Regions from separate parts of the Mus musculus genome. Here region 2 is linked to region 1. The links are chromatin contacts, called in public Hi-C maps. All regions are on one chromosome and are shown on one strand. Each heading gives the region's core, a stretch centred on a gene start, on an enhancer-like site or on the middle of the called end of the contact. The rest is flanking DNA. Distances are from core to core; before and after follow the strand shown.

What was found. Hi-C and Micro-C count contacts between places; a contact is called where the count stands out from the background.
Region 2: a Hi-C map of cerebral cortex shows a contact between it and region 1, with 2.0 times the contacts expected there. The contact joins the promoter of Tbrg3 here to the enhancer-like site in region 1. A contact is called at or near these places in 1 of 15 datasets of contacts at CTCF or cohesin (the NIH/3T3 cell line), 10 of 484 Hi-C or Micro-C datasets (the AML12 cell line, CD4 T cells, Th1 cells and 7 more), 7 of 115 datasets of contacts at active chromatin or transcription factors (the HPC-7 cell line, the SCID.adh cell line, cardiomyocytes and 3 more) and 3 of 9 other capture datasets (adipose tissue, liver and pancreatic islet).

The regions. Positions count from the first base shown.
Region 1 is chr15:82,854,902-82,861,501 of GRCm38.p6, forward strand. It overlaps Tcf20 (transcription factor 20), which reads right to left. Exons shown (of 5, transcript NM_013836.3): 2 at 1-2,383. The coding sequence starts at 2,347. Among named protein-coding and RNA genes, the nearest start is that of Tbrg3, 40 kb to the right of the region's middle. Within about 2 kb of position 2,315, at least 49 of the 459 cell types and tissues checked have an H3K27ac peak or open chromatin away from gene starts, as enhancers often do. A contact at or near this core is called in cerebral cortex, where this site is marked.
Region 2 is chr15:82,895,211-82,901,810 of GRCm38.p6, forward strand. Tbrg3 (transforming growth factor beta regulated gene 3) reads right to left here and starts at 3,251. Exons shown (of 1, transcript NR_027799.1): 1 at 1-3,251. All of the region lies in intron 1 of Tcf20 (transcription factor 20), which reads right to left. It overlaps Gm20324 (predicted gene, 20324), which reads left to right and starts at 3,870. Exons shown (of 4, transcript NR_045068.1): 1 at 3,870-4,058; 2 at 5,509-5,862; 3 at 6,506-6,600.

The DNA.
Region 1 (6,600 bases), core at 1,065-3,564:
GTAGAAGACTTGGGAACTTCTCATTTCTACCCTTTCGCTCTCCATGGCTGCCAAAATCCCCCTTTTCTTGTCCTGAAGGATACTGAGGATAACCACTGACATTTCGTGGTACAGCTGACCCAAAACTCTCTTTGTAACTATAGCGCAAACTTCCAGGAGACTTGCTAGGCTCAGTCCTGCCTGTGAAACTTGGGCCTACTGCGGAGTGGCTACTCGGGCCATTCCCCTCTCCATTGTGGTTAGAGCTATTATTATCACCATTCTTGTTTCCTTTGCTCCCTCCTCCTGGAGGATCTGGCTGTGGAAGTGATGTGTGGCTGATTTCCTTTACGCCACTATTGCTAGGTGGTCTCTGACTGGCAGCAGGATCATCCTCCTGGGAGCCTTTATCTTGTCCACCAGATTTTTCTACCCGACCTGTCATGGCTTCTCGGGAGACAATCACCCCAACTGTCTTCTCATTGACTTTTGTGTTCCCCTCAGATGACAGTGATGTGTCCTTAGCACCTGGAGAGGCAGCTTCGTCCCTAGTTGCAGGACTGGTACTGAGCCTAGGGGCCTCATTCTGAGCACCTTGTGTTGGTGAGGAGCCAGCTTTCTCTGAAGCGCCACACTTATAGGTGGTGTCAGAGCTAGTGCTCTGGCCACTCAGTTGCCTCACCCTCTCACCTTGATCTTCTGAACTACTAGAGCAACCTCCATCCAATGACTCAGCCATAGGGGACTTTAGTTGTTCTTCAGGCTGTGAGGAGCCTTCTGAGTTTGTACAGCTATCTGCTTTCTTAGATGATGATGAGGGCCTCTTAGACGTCTTCTTCTGAGGTGTCAAAGCATCAGAAAGTAACATGTGCTGGACAGTATTAGGAAGATTGGCCACTTGACTACTCAAAGCACTCAAACTACTCAACCCAGGATCAGTCAGCCGCTTTTCCGGCACCCCTTCTAATCCAAATCCTTTGAATCCTGCAGCATGAGAGTTAGGACTGGGCATCATTGATGGAGTTGGACTGAGCTGGGGCATTAGCTGTAAAATTCGGTTTCTGGAACTCATGGGCACATTGCCTTGCCCACACTGGAGATTCTCACCACTCTGCATGAGAGGAGAAGGTGTAGAGCTACAGCTTGGAGACTGAACCACAGAAGCAGCTGGAGAAGGGTTAGAAATAGGGCTGAAATTCTGGTGGAACTGCATGGGAGACCTTACAGGAACCTCAGGCTGGTTGTACTGCCCAACCTGGCTTTGCAGAGGCATCTTGGTGGCAGCATTTGTGTACTGCATCACATGCTGGGGAGGATGTTGCTGCTGCTGCTGCTGTTGCTGCTGTTGCTGCGGCTGCTGTTGCTGAGGTTGTGGTTGCTGCTGTTGCTGCTGCTGCCCCTGCTGGTTTCCTGGTGGAATCTTTGCCTGTTCAAAATTTTTCATAGACTGAGGTTGATAGCTATAATTTGATTGTGTTCCATAAGCCTGTGCATTAGAACCCACATTATGCCCTTCATACTGAGATCCAGCATTCACACTGTAACTGCCATCATAGCTTTGTCCAGACTGACTGAAACGCTGTGGAGAAGGGAAGGAGGAGGAGGAAGAGGAGGAAGCAGAAGACTGGTAGTGCTGTCCAAACTGACCTACTCTTAACTGATAACCAGCAGAAGATGGCAGAGTTGAGGGCCGCTGCATTGGTTGTAGATGCGATGAGCCAGAGGCTGGCTGTCCAGTGGTTTGTGGCAGAGGCTGATGGGATTGGTAAAGCTGTTGTCTCAACTGCTGTACTTGCTGCTGCTGTTGCTGCTGCTGCTGCTGTTGCTGCTGCTGCTGCTGCTGCTGTTGTTGGCTAGAGGCCTGCTGTTGATACTGAGCACTCCCAGGAGAGAAAGGCCCTGTGTAATCCTGCTGATAATGAGACACACCACCAAGGGCAGAGTGCTGTGCTTGAAATTGGCTCACATGACCCTCACTCGCATACTGATTGCCAAAGCTGCTCCCCTGGGGAGGTCCATAGCTCTGTACAGGCCCAGAAGGCCTTCGCTGAGGAGGCTGTGGGGTTCCTGCTGCCACTGTGTCTTTGTTGCCTGCCATGTAGTAAAAATCTCCAGCTTCTTTCCTGAAACCCTGATAGCCTTGATGGCCAGAGGTCTCACTAGCCATTGCTGCCGCTGCAGCAGCTGTTCCTCGTCGACCGCTACTGCTGCTGCCAGTGCCACTACTACCACCACCTGCTCCCCCAAAATTCTGGAACATCTGGGCCTGGCGAGGGCTGAACTCTTCTATGCGGGATGAGCTGTGCACCTCCTGTGGGTAGCTCTGCTGGTTTCCGTGGTAACTGCTTTGCTCCCGAAACGACTGCATACTGTTCAGCAGCACAGCAGCAGGCCAGCAGCCCTCCTAGAAAGGGAAAAAAAGAAAAAGCATGAGACATGCATCTGCTTGACACAAAGATCAAGCCTAGATAAATAACTCAGTGACCAGATAAAGCTGATTGCTTAAATTCCATCTCCTTTTTCTATCAATTTCTAATAATGCAAGTAAGCAGATAAATGGTCTAAAGAATGAAGGAATCTGTAATACAACAAAGAAAATACTAGGAATACACAAACACATTCAATATAGTCTTTAAAAACTTCATTAGATAAATGAGTCTTACAAATTCAACTGGAGTAAATATTGGAATGTTATTACAAACAAAGACATTTTTTAAATAAATCTTTAGTTACTGTGGGGTGACAAAAGCTCTTTTAATTTAAGCTGAGGAGCCTCAGATAATGACGGAGCAGTTGTTTCAGGAGGTGTCCAAGACTACTCCAATCACTCCAAGACAAAGACCCATCCTGAGAACCAAAGCTAGTTCCTCAAAATCGCCTGCTTATGGTGACTAGTGACTCTGGGACACTCAACTTGGTATTACTATGGATTCCTTATACTGTAGTCACCTATAAGTCAGATCTGACTGCTTCTTGACATAAAATTGTCTTCAAAGTACCTCTCTTGACCACCTAATTCAGAGCCACCAAGAGCAAGAGACCACAAAAGAGTAGTTATAAGGTCCAGGACTTTGAGTCTACACATTCCAGTCCCAGTTGTGGACTGTTCTCTCCAGCCTGGTTTGGAAAGCTGGTGACCTCACTTTTATTGAAAACTAGTATTAACTTTTGTTGTCTTTCTGTCATCATCTAAGAGCATTATTCTCTCCAATGCATTCGGTTTTTGGTTTTGTTTTGTTTTTTTTTAAGATTGATTGATTGATTGATTGATTTAATATGAGTACACTGTAGCTGTCTTCAGACACTCCAGAAGAGGGCGTCAGATCCCATTACAGATGGTTGTGAGCCACTATGTTGTTGTTGGGAATTGAACTCAGGACCTCTGGGAGAGCAGTCAGTGCTCTTAACTGATGAGCTATCTCTCCAGCCCAGCACCCAGTTCTTTAAAGAACCCTCGATGCCTCAGGAAAAAACTTTCTGCTGGGATGTCTCCATGGAAGTAGAATCCTGCCATTCCCCACCTGATGTAGTCCCACCTTTCTGACATTGTCATTAGGTTATTTGTGTTGTCTGTTACACTACAGGAGAGTATGACTCCAGGTAGAGGATACAGTAACAGGTCATGAGTTTTGATTCTGGGAAAATGTTTAATGCATTAGTACAAAACCCACAACAATTAAGACAAGGAATAAGGCTGTGTTGCTCATTAATAATTCTTGCCTAGAAGAGAAACCCAGCTGGAAATTACCCGCTGAGCCATCTCACCAGCCCTCTCCAACCCAATCTTTTCTCCCCCAAAGACCCCTGAAGAATCTTCAAGAAAGTTTCTACCTTTCCAAGTAGATTTAGCTATTGCTATTGATCTATTGCCAGAATGACAGAATACATTCCTGTTTAAACAACAGCAAAAAAGTTTCAGTCCTCAAGTTAATAATTCTATTTAGACCCCCTGTGAGGATATACTAACTGACCTCTAGGCTCCGCTCCACAGAGAAAACAGACAGGCTCTACCATCCTCTGGCTTCTGGACCAGTTTGGAAGTAGGGAACAAAATTTACTCTCCTGGCCCTGACTAGGCAATTTTTGAGGCTGGTAAAGACTCTGCTAACAAGCTCTGTCAGATGTTTGGCAATTTAAACATTTAGCCATTTTCTCTGAGCTCGGAAATTACTTCTTGCCCTTAAGCTCAGGAGGTATTAACAACTCCCCATGAATACCAGGCCAGAAGATGCTAATCTCCCAGTTTGGTTATCCTTCTGCATGGCTGTCCACATCCCTTTCTACATGCTCAGCAGATCAGGAGCTGGAGCTGGGGCTGGGAGTGGTACTACAGGGGGTTAAAGTGTACAAAGAGAGACTAGAAAGAAGAAAAAGAGAGGCTGATATTCCCTGGAGGCAACTGCAGCTGACACAGACTCCCAACAGCTCCCCCACAAACTCCCAAGAATATGTACTATGATGACCAGATCATCAACAGCCTGACAGGCTTTCCCAATCCCGGTTCTTCCCATATTGAACCAATCCTTATTCTTATTGGTATTACAAATAAGTTTTAATAAATTCCTTATACAAATTATTCATAGAATACAAAGCTTCTCTTCTCCTGAACAAACTAGAAATGCAATTAAATGCACCTCAAGTTACCAGTTTTAATGTGCTATTTGTTTTCTACTGGGACACTGATTGATAGATAAAGTACTCTCATTCTCAGAATTTCAGAGTACCCTATTATGAGTTGAGGAGTGAGAAACACTTATTTCATACAAAATGGTATACAACATGGACTAAAAAAGAAACACGGGATGTCAGACAAAGTACATAGCAACACTGCAAGAAATACACTAATTTCAAGAGTAGCAATCAGGAGATAGGCAATGAACCAGAATGTGGTACAGTCAGCAGAACTCATTAACCATTACAGCCAGGGTTCCCATGTAATAATATAATACTAGGTGGTGCCATTTGTAGAAGAACTCGTTTCTACAAAGACAACATGTATTTATTCTAACAAAATCAATTTATTTTTACTTCTGGGAACAAGGTCTCTATTGTAATGCCCAGGCTGGCCTCAAACTCACAGCAATCCTCCTGCCTCAGCATTTTGAGTACTGAGATTATAAGTAAGCCACCACATCTGACTGAATTTTTTTTAAATATTCATTTATTTTATTTATATGAATACACTGTAGCCATCTTCAGACACACCAGAAGAGGGCATCAGATCCCATTACAGATAGTTGTGAGATACCATGTGGGTGCTGGGAACTGAACTCAGGACCTTCGGAAGAGCAGTCATCGCTCTTAACCACTGAGCCATCTCTCCAGCCCTCAATTTATTTTCAACAGCAAAAATAATGAATGCTGTTCTTTTCCTGACTACCTCAGTGTCTTACCCTGAACTACTACTTTATAGAGTAAATTACAATTCATATACATATATGTTTTGGTTTTGTTTTTTTTGTTGTTGTTTTTTTTTTTGCTTACAATGCACTGTCCAATCACAACCCTGTTCCCTGTTCTTTTCTATTTGTTCTATCCTCTGGTTCTGAGATGGCCACTTCCATCTTCCTGGTATAGAAAAATGTCCCCAAGGAGTTCTCTGCTTCAGCATTGATCACAGGAACAATAGAATAAGATTTCCTGAGCTGGGCATGGTGTCGTGCGCCTTTAATCCCAGCACTCAGGAGGCAGAGACAGGATTTCTGAGTTCGAGGCCAGCCTGGTCTACAAAGTGAGTTCCAGGACAGCCAGGGCTACACAGAGAAATCCTGTCTCAAAAAAAAAAAATTCCTCCACTTGCTACTTTGACAATGTGATATCACATTCGCCACAGTCATGGATAGTCTATGGCATCTTCCTATTTCTGCTGTTCCTACCCAACAATCTTGTTCAAAAATGCCTCTGAGCCATTACCCTTCGTATTTCTCTGAAACATCCTTGAGTCCAGAAATGCCCTCCTACCCTACCAGGTCATGTGGGCCCCAGGATCCCAGGAGTTGCTAAAGTATGTGATCTTCTCTACAAGTTATCCTTACAGCAAAGAATTTGTTGGTTTACTTCACTTAATAAAACCAAACAGTAAAAAATTTTTACCAAACTAATGGAATGTGCTACAAATACTACTAATAATTATATATTAAGCAACTTCCAATATGGCCAACTATCTGGCTTCCCTGTGTATATACAAACTGCCCCTCCCCGGGAGGGTGGGGGACTGATCATTTATGACATGTTCTAAGTCATTTCTAGACATGTTGGGAGTTGATACACTTTAACTCAATTTTTTTCTAAAATTCATGATCCTTTTACTATACCATATGTTAAGCAAGAGCCATCCAAGTACATTTGGTTTTCCTTTTTGACAATAATTTGAGTAGTGTCTAAATTAATAATGGCTGTTCTTATTTGTTGCATGCTACACATGCTACCAGGTACTTTACATAGATGTTAACAGTCTCTCTCCTTACTATAATCTACAATGTTAGTATTCACCTTTTATAAACCAAGGCTTAGAAGTTAATTAATAAATCATGTGCCTCATAGACAGACAGAATAAGAAATGTCCACTCCAGAATCCAGCTACACTTCTGACAAAAGTCTCTGCCTAGTCATCAACAAGAC
Region 2 (6,600 bases), core at 2,001-4,500, 41 kb after region 1:
CAGCTATATATATAGTGCGAATGAGCCAGCCAAGTTGGGGGGGCGTGGGGGAGTAGGATCTCTTGAGATGAACAAGGGTACTACTTCTCCAGGTATGTCCTTGATTACTACTGTGGCTGGCCACATAAATGGGAAACAGGTTCTGTGTGTTGTTTTGTAAGTATGGGATAAAACACATTTGTTACAGAAAGCATATGTTTAATGGTGGTAGCAGACTATGAGAAGGGAACAACATTTCCTAGCAGTGGCCCTCGGTATTTTTTCCCAGATGTTCAAGGCCAAAGTAAATTACTTAACATTTTTTACTTGTCCTAAAGATTAAATCTGTCCACGCAGCTGAGAGAAATGTCTACAAAACAGGGACCATCTTTGAAACCAATCTAAAGCAGCATTCTATGTCATTATCATATTAAGCTTCTTTTCTTTCTTTTCCAGATAGACTTGCTCATGTAGCTCAAGCTGGCTTTAAACTCACAATCCTGCTTCTGTCTCATGAGTTCCCAGATTATAAGCAGGAACCAACACATCCACCTATATTTTTTTATTCTCTTTGTTGCTATTACTATATGACATTCTTATTTACTTACTGTTTATAGTCTGCTTTCCACTTCTTCTACCTTTTAATGTAGCCCATGAACATCTATTAATGCAAATGGCCTGACATATACAAGAGGATTTTAATCAACATTTAGGGATACAATGTACAAACAAAGAAACCATCTCCATATTGTGTTAATAGTCAAGTGTCCCAATCCTACAGAGAGAGTTTCTTTTGTTTTTTTTGTTTGTTTGTTTGTTTGTTTTTGAGACTGGAACACTATGTAGACCAGGCTAGCCTCAAAGTCATAGAGACCTGCCTGCCTTTGAGAGTACTGGGACTAAAAGCATATACCACCACAGCCAGCTCTATGTTCTTAAATCCATAAAGAACCACCAAATAAAGCCACAGCTATACCAACAACTCCTGTTACATAGCATATCTTCCTGCTAGTCCTGTGCATTACCTCAAAGCAAGCACGGCCCTAATATAGGAAACTCTGAATTTTGTCACCATGAGACTCTTTTCCTCTGTACTGTGGGTACCATGGTCATGACAAGCTCCTTGGGAAGCTTGGGTGTATATATAGTTCACTAGCAGAATACCTGCCTGTCTAGCACAATTGAGACTGCTCTCAATCCCCAGTATCACCTCCACAAGACTTTCAAGGGCCTAAAACTAAAAATACTCCCCCAAGAGGGAGTAATGCTTAAGGCATCCTGGGACAAGTTCTGTTTTTCATAAATTTATGTCAAAAAAGTCTCACTTGGCCAAAGTGAAAGCAATCATGACATGGTTCCTGAACACTTGCAAACCAGTCACACAGGCAACAAGAAAGACAACCTTTTATGACTTCTCTTGCTCTTTCAGGTTATGTTTTCAGCTCAAGACAAAATGGCAGAAGTAGATAAGAAAGAGAAACGTCTTACAAATTAAATCTTAGGCATACCAGCAAAACTGGCCAAGCAAGGACAAACTGAAAGTTAAGAAAATTCCCAAGGGTCACAGAAACCACCTTCCAGTATTTCACCCAGCTCCAAATTTCATATTCACCAGTTTGGTTGTTATTGCTTGTTGTGCTGTTGTTTGTTTGTTTGTTTGTTTGTTTGTTTTAAAGAGCCAGTAGAGCAGAATGACAGTAGAAAGCTAAGTATTTTAGGGCCACCCATACTAACTAATCTGCCCCTTGAGCAGGCCCTGAGTTAAAAGGAACCTGGTAACAAGTTTTGGGACCTAGGAGAGAAGAGTTATATTCAAGCTCCACCTCTCACTAGCTTATGTATTCTGTGGAGAAGGAATAATGAACTCTTAGGTCCACTGGGTAGACATTTTAGGACAGTTTAGAATTCTTTGGCCTAAGTCCATACATTGTTTTTGTTTTTAACGTAAATGTTAGCTTCCTTTCCTCTCTAAGTTAAAACTTAATAAAGGCAATTCTCCTACTATCTTACCTATGTAAGATCTCTCATATACATACGTACATACATACACACTCACAAACTACCACAGTAAAGCTTTATAGTAATTTTTTCATAAGCCATAAAACAAGCATAATACATACTTGAGTGTGAGAGGTGCTTCTAATTCAAGTAACTGGCACTTTTTCAAATCATACAGTAAACATGAGGTCATAATTCAAGTCCTAATAAAAAATTCCAAATAACTCATATGTATAATCTTAAGTGTCTCCTTATGTGACAGGCATGATTTTAACTAATATAAAAGAAAACCTTCTTTTAACACATACACAAGATAAACATTATGAGCCCATTTTGCCATCCACGTTTAAAGACCATTAAGGCTATACAGACCAAAATTTTTTAAAAAATGATCTAAAAAAACCATAGTGAGCTATATTTTATGGGGAATTGAGCAAAAACAAAAAAACAAACAAAAACAAAACAAAACAAAGTCTTCCACAAACAAGAGCAAAATCCAAGTTGGTCTAAGAGTACTTACCATTCAAAAGCATATGGCCCAGGGCCCTCACACACCAGAAAATCAGTAAAACTAACGGGTTCTTCAGCATCTGCCAGGGAAGTACCCTGCTACCACTAGGAATAAACCGGGGATGCAAACCATTTACTGCATCCTGAGGTGGATATTAATTCTGCAAGCCTACTACATCGCATAGCTAATTCTACTTTATCCCTACTCCAAGACTGAAATTGGAATTTGAAGTTAGCCAAGTAAGAGTCACCTAAAAGATCTTGAAATAGCATCCCTTCCCCACGTGGAAAGGGCTTCCAACAAAAACAGACCCAATCATCGCATCCATATTTCCCAATTAGCCAGTGCTTTTTCGGAAAACTCTTATCACAAAGGAAAAAAAAAAAGCATAATAATGTGCATTCAACATAAGCTAGACTGCTATTAATAGTGTGCGTTTTCTCTTCAGAAGCACAGAAAAGCACTGGGAATTGAGCACAAACTACCCTGACCAAGTTACTTCTCAAGCCAGTGAGGCGCATCTTACATCTCTCAGTAAAGTTCCTATGATCAAAATGAGAGCGAGCACAAAACCGGAGTGGAAGAACCACCAAACCAAACTCAAATAAACCTTCGAAATGTCTGGCCTGCAAGGGAGTCTTTAACAGAAGTGTAATTGAGGCATGAGAGGGTAGGTAACTTGCCCAGGGCTACAGTTTATTTGGTGGCCAAGCTGGAAGTGCATTCCAGGCCTCCTAGATCAGAATTTAGTGCCGTTTCCCCAGCTGCCAATGCCACCCCATGTAAAATCTTTTATAAAACTCTTCACTAAGGCTGTTAACATAAGGGTCCAATTATCATTCAAAGATCAGCCTGTTAGATAATAGCTCAAAAATTCCATCCATTTTTATAGCATTTACCAGAGTCATCTAATCTCTGGAGGGAGAACGCAGAGCTCGGGTAGAAACCCCTAATTCTGATTCGTCCCCAAAGGAGTTGAATACAGGCAGGCAAGCAAAACTGGTGTCCGCACCCACAAACCGTGGAGGAATCCGCAGCTCCACTGCCCCCCCCCAACACACACACACACACACACACTAAATTCCACTCCCATCCCGGCGCACTCAAGACATCCCACCTCCCGCCGCAGGCCGGATAGCAAACTCTTCTATAAGCCACCACTTTTCCGTGAGAATGAGGAAGAGAGACTCAGAGCCTCGCCTTCCCATCCCCTACCCGCGAGAAAGAGCTCCTTCGTGGACTCCGCGGGACCCTGCGCCCTGCCCTGCTCACCGCGGCGGGGGAGGGGAGAGCGCCCCACACAGGAAGTGCATCCTGCGCCCCTAGCTCGCGCCCCGCCGCCGGGTACCTGCTCTGGGCCGCCGGCAGGCGACAGGCAGCCGCATCCACATGGCCTCAGGTGTTCGCGCGGCTGCTCCGCCAGCCCCAGCCGGCCCCTCCCCGGCCCGCTCCAAGCCCGGCCCTTCACGGGTGCCTCGCCCCCAGCCCCCGGCCAAGAGGCCAGCAACGCCGGTCCCCGCGGGGCTGCCAAGAACGTGGACCCCTCAGCACCTCAGGCCGCAACGACCAGGTATCTCCGCCCGCAGCCCCAGAGCCTCCGGCCGCTCTGCCCTGACGCCGGTCCTGGCCGTTGACCCCTCGGCAGCCCACGCCGGTCCCCTCAGCCCGCTCCGCGACTCCCGAGGCTCAGCACTTGCAGGGCGGGCCGGGCCACGACCTGTGCTCCCAGCAGCCAGCCTGAGCGGCGCGGCCCGGTCCCGGCCCCTCGGGCTGCCCTTTCTCCTCAGGCCGGGCGGCGGTTACCTGCAGGAGCCCCCCGGCCCGTCCCTCGGCCTCCGCCGGCGCTGGGAGGGGAGGGGGCGGCGGCGCGGCGCGGGGTGGGGGTGGGGGTGCCTCCACCGCCTCCAGCGCGGACGCCCAGGCCGACGGCGGGGCGGGCCGGGGCCGCGGCCCCTAGAGGCTCGCTCCGGCCCGCGCGCTCGCTGGCTCACTCCCCGCTCCGGCGCGCCTCAGGGAGGGCTCCCCCGGCTGAGGCCGTGGCCGCCTCGCAGGGGCCGAAGGCGGCTCGGCTCCGGGTTTTTTCTCTCCATTCTCCCAACACACAGGAAATAACAGAGCGTCAGGTGACGGCGCGCAGCCAATGAGGCGGCTCCGGGCCCCGGCGCGCGGGCGGGCGGGAGGGCGCGCGGCGGGGCGGGGCGGGCGCAGGGGGCGGGGCCGGGGGCGGGGTGGCGCGCTGCCCACCCGCGTGTGGCAGCGTCGAGAGGCGCAGCAAGGAGACCCCCTACTCTGCGGTCCGGGACCACGCGCCCAGTGCTACCTCCAGCCCTCCGCTTAAGGCTACCTTGTGGGGTGCCCCAGAGCAACTTTCTGGGGAGTTAGTGGCACAGAACCTTCTACTGGGATTTCTGGAGTTCTCCCAGAGCCTCCAAATCCGAAGTCGCGCCTTTGGCAGCCCTTGAAGCCCGTGGCAATTTGTATAGTTACTTGAGCTGCCACCAGGGTGGCTCCCGCTTTCTTAACGTCCGCCGGGCCCAGGTGGGTAACATGGCCTGGTGTGTGCGGATGCACTCTCTGCCCATGGTGCCTACTGGGTGTTCCTGGATGAACAACAGTCTCTGACACTCAGTTTCCTCCGTTCTAAAAGCAAAGAAGCCAACCTACCTCACGTGTAAAATAGACTTCCACACCAGTAGTCTGCAGTGGTGCTGAGGTTCTGCACTCCTGGATGGTAGGCCCAGAACTGAAGTAAGAGATTTCCAGGGCCATGCCTCAGGCCCTAGCCAGCCTTCCCTTGTTCCTCAGATATCTTCACAGAGCAAAGGGCTAAATTTCTTTTTCCTCAAGAAAAATCTCATGTACAACCACCGTCTCATAGATCAGTGGTTCTCAACCTTCCTAATGCTTTGACCCATTAATATAGTTCATATTGTGGTGACCCTAACCATAAACTATGTCAATGCTACTTCATAACTGTAATTTTGCTACTGTTATGAATAGTAATCTCTGTTTTCTGACAGCCTCTCCTGTGAAAGGGTCATTCACTACCAAAGCTGTCCCGACGCCTAGGTTGGAACTGCTGCCTTAGATGGCAGTACCTACTGTGTGCCCACCCCTCTGCTATGCAAAATGAAGCTAATAAGGAGAGGGTGAGGTTGGACTATTTATACCCTGCTTTTGGCACACTCAGAGACCTCTCCACTTTGGACCTCACAGATGCAAGAGGAAGGAGAAGGTTTGAATTATGTGTCCCTAAAACTACTGATTCTAAACTAAGCCTGCATCCAGCCTAGATGTTGGGGAGTCTGTGGCTTCCCCTCTAAAGCAACCCAACTTGAGAGGAAACTGGAATCCAAACATGCTTTGGGTGTAAGGTGAGATGCTGACAGGAGTCAGTTGTGGTTGGTCTGGGGACCAGATTTCATATATTTGGGATCTACAGATCCCTGTGGCCTGGCTTTTACCCTTTCACCTTTCATTCTATCCAGCCAGAGTACTTCACTCTCCCTAGCCTCAGGCCACCCACAGAGGGTCTGGTGATTCCAGGCACAGCTAGGGATCCTGGTTCTAGGGACCCTATCAGGAGGATGTGGTGGAGAAGGTAATGATTTCTCCCAGCCCACCTCATCAAGTAGGGGCTAGTCCAACGCAGGTCTGGCTGTTCCCGGAGATTTGACTCCCCCACACCTCTTTGACAACAGGCAAAGTGCCAAGCCCTTCCGGAGCAAAGCGGCAAAGCTGAATAGACCGCCAGGCCCTGCCCTCTAGCTGTTCCCATTGTTCTGTTTCTTTCAAACTCTCAGCCACTAAGGCTTTTAAGAGACCACAGCCTGGCTACTGCTAGTGTCAAGACTGCCATGAGAAAGGTGGGAGGAACTGGAAACCTCTAAAGTTTTCTGCACCAAGGGGCGTGGGAGGGAGGAGAATGTAGATGTGCCTTCTTGGTGACTCAGTGTTGAAGGCATCCCCAGCCAGTTCATAAAGGGACACCATTTCCTCATTCTCCCTTCTTCCTAGGTCTCACTTTGCCTCACGGGGACAAGAAGGATACCAGAGAGCTCACGAGGAACAGGATGCAGAGAAACACTGGGTCCAGTCCCTGCCTCCTTCCC